Linked DNA regions of Arachis hypogaea: region 2 is linked to region 1. A link is a contact called in public Hi-C data. All regions are on one chromosome and are shown on one strand. The core of a region is the stretch at or near the end of the contact, and the rest is flanking DNA. Distances in the headings are between cores, read along the strand shown. Region 1 has its middle 8.0 kb from the start of LOC112723183. Region 2 holds the start of LOC114924706.

Region 1 (2,700 bases), core at 59-2,558:
ATTTGGACATCCCCATCAACTCAGTCATAAGACTCATTGTCTTCGACCTTGGGTAGCAGTTTTTCTTTTTATCACTCATCTTTCTAGCCGAAATAGGAAAACTACTTACGATAGTAAAAAGCGAGGGAAGTTTTACTAACTTCTTGTACTCATTCTTCTTAAAAGCTTCTGTAGATGCCTCCCGGTAACACACACCAAGCGTGTAGAACGTTTACACCCTAGCCACTCATTTAATCAACTCTTCAGTTCCATAAGTCAATCTTGGCCGTTAAACACAATCCACTTTCAACGGCTAGTAACACACATTGGAAATTGCACACTTATTAAAATAATAAGTAAAAAATACACCAAACCATGAGAAGCATTAATTCAGTACAGCTTCCCATATCCAAGTCTTTTCATATACTAAAGATAGACTTAAATGAGCCACGTTAATCTGCGGGCTCCACATACCAAGCTATAACTCGTTAATTACCATTTAAAAGTTCAACCTGTCTCCTTCAAGTCAGGCCAAGTTTGGGGGCTGTGATATGACCAGTAAACATCAGTTACGAGTTATAGCTCAGAAACGCATAATCCTCGATCATAACCGATTATTCATAATAATCAGCATTAACTCTAAATCAATAACGTCGGTTACGATTAATTCTCTCCTTGGGCGTTACAACTCGGAAGAAAACGATCAACCTCGCCCACTCAGGTATAAAAAGGAATGAGAAAATTTTAGAAGGTATGCAATCTTTCCAAGAATTAACTTTTACATATACATCATTTTGCTGACTTGAGCGTCGGAGCGTCTTTGCAAGTACCCGCCTCCCTTATTTTTCCATTGCCGATGTATATCACGCCTCAGTGGGAAGGTCTGCCGATTTTCGTCGAGAACCGAGCAATACTTCAGCCTAATTAAGCAAGAACAGGACGAATATAATTTCTTATTTTAAGTAGATAACCAATTTTCATATGAAATAATGCAAGGGAAAACTGCGCGTATATATCATATATCATCTATCTAACTTGTACTTTGTGATTGTTAGTTATAACCGAAAATAATAATAATGTATATTATTAACCTAAAAGATTACACTTAATTAATTAAACCACATCCATCCCCCCTTATTTTTCCTACTATATAGTCCAAATTTGTAAAAATTGTCGCCAAGGGAAAAGACGAAACCAACCGATATATGTGTGTGTTTCTGTATTATGGTCTATGGATTCTGCTTGAAAACGAACTTTTCCTAATCTCACAAATCTCCAGAGAGGGGTAACCATATACGGGTATGCCATCAATACACTAACTTTTTCTTTTTCTCTTTTTTTCCCCCACTTTATTGTATTTTCTTGGAGTTTAATGGACAAGGCCATGACCCCTCCATGTGGTTTAGGAAAAGCTTTTAATAAATATACTATTCACAATTTAATTTTAATTTATTTGTTCAAATAATAATGCTTGTCCTTTTCTTTTTCCCTATAGCTTTTGTTGTACTCACATGCATATATATGGTGCAGGGCATATGGCAACAATTTACATTAGAGAAGTGGTGGGTAACAATATGGTTCATGGTGTTGGGGTGAGGCCTAACATGCCACATGTCAATAATAATTTTATGCCGTTCATTAGCACATATATATAAATATATAGTACCGTATTAATTAATTGTTTTTGTGAGGCCACTGAGATATGGAGTTTTTGTCCAATAATGCTTTTCCTGGGATGTGGTTGGAGCTTATTATAGGTAATATTTGACAATAATTCAGACTCTTTTGGCCTTGGTGTTAATTAGTATTTGGATGAAAAAGGTATTTAAGATTTTTTTTATTAATTATCTAGGGAAGAAACTTTTAGTCATGGTTTATTTTTTCAGAAATATTAAGAATATTTTTTATCAGTATTAATTAATATTTTATTTTTATATTATTTAAATTTTTAGTTTATAATTTAAAATTGGTCAAATATTAATAAAAATAATAATTTTTTTTGGTTATACAATATTATTTTTATTTTTTTAACACATCGACATCATAATCCAAAAGTCAAACTTATTAATTTTATTTGAATTTGTTAATTGTTTATGTTTTTCTTATGGTAATTTTTTGTTTTTGTATATCACTCAGGTGAATACTTACGTGCAGTTGACTTTAAAGTTAATAATTAAAAACTATTAAATAATTTAATAAATTTAAATATATTATTATCTAACGATTTTTAATTTAATATCGCATAAAGATAATTTCATATAAGTTTTAATGTTAACCATATAATAACCTATAAATTAAAAAAAAAAAAAAAGCTATATCAAGGAATTGATGAACCTTTTGGTTTTGTTACTTATGTAAATTAATTGTTAGACAATTTTGATTGAAAGTTTTAACTCACAAGTATTCTTTTTCTCAATATTTGTTTTTCTTCTTTTTAAAAAAATTAGGAAGCTGGAAAACCTTTTAATTACTATTTGCATAGTTTACTAGGTGCGCATACAAGTAGAATATACCAACTAAAAAATATCCATAACCTTCAGTCGTTGCACAACTAACAGCTTATGCTATATTTGGTTGAAAGGAAAGAAATAGAGAGAAAAAAAATAAAAAATAAAAAATAAAGAAAGAAATTGAGTAAATTTTTAATTTTTTTAGATGTGTTTGAATGGAAGAAAAATAAGAAAGAAACATAAAAAAAAGTGTTAGGGGACCAACATATTT
Region 2 (2,700 bases), core at 141-2,640, 49 kb before region 1:
ATAGATGGATGCAAAACATAGAAGATATAGAAATTATACATGTACATCAGGAATGGAATTTACTATATATTTTGTGATTGTATTAGGCTAGGGAGGTCAATTCGAATCGCCCGCCCTCCCTCTCTGTCCTGCTCCGCTCCCACCATTTTTTAAATAGAATGAGTTTTTTTTAATGATTGACTGAGTTTGAAAAGGGTTTGAATCGATTTTTTTGGGAGGAGTATGAGTTGGGTATAAGTAATAGCTACTATTCCGTTATTCGTCCCGTTCTGCCTTGTTAATATATGAAGTGGCTAAAAAATGGTGATGAAAAAGAAGAGAGGGTGAGAGAGTTTGAGATCCTGAGAGAAGTTGATTATGATTTCTTTCGTTCCATCGCTCAAATGAGCTGTTACAAGAGATTATATATACTTGACTTACACTAACAGTTTCTATTGCTTAACTAACTAACTCAAAACCACTTACTCTAACTAACTCTACCAAGCTGCAGGCTCACTTAACTAATTCATTTATCCTTTTATTCCTCCTAAAACGAAGGATTGGAGCTTCCCGAATCCTGAGTTTGCTGCAAAAATCATGAAACTTAGTGGATGAAACAACCTTAGTCATCATGTTTGCCACTTGCACGTCACCTGGAATATGATGAACCTGAATATCTTTTTTTGCCATATGGTCCCTCACAAATGCCAGATCAACTTTAAAATGCTTCAGAGTGCCAAATCGAATTAGCAGAGAGCTAGACCGCACCTAAGTTATCACAATACACTTTCGATTGAGTGACAATATGAATTTCAGCTAAGAGCTTTCTTACCCAAAGCAACTTAGTCACAACTGCACTAATGCCTCTATACTCTGCCTCAGTCCAGGACTTGGATACGCATTGCTGTTTCTTAGAGCTCCAAGAGATCAAGTTCTTCCCCATATAAACACAATAACCTACTGTAAACTTCATATCCTCAATTTCCAATTCCCAATCAAAGTCAGAGTATCCTGTGATGTTAAGTTCAGCGCACGACACATGTGTAAGCCAAAGAATTTTGTGCCCTTCAGATACCTTAGAATGCGTTTGACCGCTTTTCAATGAGAATATCTTGGTGCCTGCATAAACTGACAAACTTTGTTGACAGGGAAGGACAACTTACTCAGATCAAGTTACTGTTAGGTATTGTAAGCTGCCGACAATAGATCGATACAAACTGGGATTATGAAGCAACTTACCATCTTGAGAAGTAAGTTTTAGATTTGTAGTCATGGGTGTGGAAGAACCCTTACAATTCTCCATATCAGCTTTTTTCAGGATATCACTAATATATTTGGTCTGTGTAAGCATCAAATTACCATTCTCTAATCGATTTACTTTAATTTCAAGGAAAAAATGATGGGGACCCATGTCTTTAAGTGCAAAAGTTTTTCTTAATTATTGGATGACATCATAAATGGCCTGTGAGGAAGAGCCAGTGAGGATCATGTCATCAACATACACCAAGAGAAAGAGCACTACACCATTGGATTGTTTGATAAAGAGGGAAGCATCCGATCGAGTTGCTTGGAATCCGAGTCTGATGAGTACAATGGACAGCTTAGTAAACCAGGCCCTTGGGGCCTGTTTCAGTCCATGTAGAGAGCGCGTAAGCTTGCACACCACCTATGAACCACCAATTTGGAATCCTTGAGGTTGCGTCATGTATACTTCTTCATGAAGGTCACCATTTAAAAACGCGTTGTTCACATCTAACTGCCTTATGTCCCAATCTTTGGAGAATACCAATGTCAAAATGATCCTCGCACTTGCTGGTTTAGTTATGGGACAGAAGGTTTTTTTTTTTTTAAATCAATGTCTGGTCGTTGACTAAATCCTTGAGCTACTAAGTGCGCTTTATAGTTGCTAATTGAACCATCGAGATTTCTCTTGATGCAAAAAATTCAACGACTTCCAACAACAGATCTTCCCTTTGGTAGTTCAGTGAGCACCCATGTTTTGTTTCTCATCAAGGGAGCATACTCCTCATTCATTGCTTGTCTTCAATGAGGGATTTCAAGTGCTTGTCTTGCGATTTTTGGCTCCAGATCCTGAGAAGGAGTTGCTTGAAATACTCTTGGTTTGGTGAAACCATTCTTGGCCCTGGTGATCATAGAATGCTGATTTTGTGACCGTGGCTGTGGGGTTTGAATTGTAGTAGGCTGAGATATTTGATGTCGATGTGAGGTGGATGAGGGTAAAGGTTGAGGTATTGTATTGGGTGGAGGGTGAGATGATTCGAATGAGGTTGATGTGGGTTGAGAGTGATATGGGTTTGAGGAAGTGTTATCAGGGCATATGGATGGTTGATTTAAAGGAAGAGTGAGAATTGGTATGGAGGGTGTGGTTAAGTTTACTGGTTGATGGTGTGATGCTTGAGGATTGATGAAGCCAAAGGCAGAAGACTTGTAAGGAGAGGTGTCTTCCTAAAACCTAACATCTCTTGCAATGATTATCTTCCCAGCTTTATTAAGGCATTTGAAACATTTGTAGTTGATTGCGGGCCCAAGATACACATACGGATCAGATTGGAATTGAAGTTTATATTTGTTGTAGGGCCTGGTATATGGATAACACAAGCATCCAAAGACCTTTAGCAAGTCAAGTGAAGGAACCTTCTGCATCAGCTTTTCAAAGGGTGACTGATAGTTTAGCATGTTGGGAGCAAGTTAATGAGATGA

Evidence for each region. Hi-C and Micro-C count contacts between places; a contact is called where the count stands out from the background.
Region 2: a contact with region 1 is called in a Hi-C map of leaf, with 2.5 times the contacts expected there. The contact joins the promoter of LOC114924706 here to the enhancer-like site in region 1. A contact is called at or near these places in 3 of 8 Hi-C or Micro-C datasets (all in leaf).

Annotation. Positions count from the first base shown.
Region 1 is chr11:142,939,604-142,942,303 of arahy.Tifrunner.gnm2.J5K5, reverse strand. No RefSeq gene overlaps it. Among protein-coding and RNA genes, the nearest start is that of LOC112723183, 8.0 kb to the right of the region's middle. Within about 2 kb of position 1,308, at least 1 of the 3 cell types and tissues checked has open chromatin away from gene starts, as enhancers often do.
Region 2 is chr11:142,988,891-142,991,590 of arahy.Tifrunner.gnm2.J5K5, reverse strand. It overlaps LOC114924706, which reads right to left and starts at 1,390. Exons shown (of 3, transcript XM_029289993.1): 1 at 1,219-1,390; 2 at 812-1,098; 3 at 493-705. The coding sequence starts at 1,390. The coding sequence ends at 493.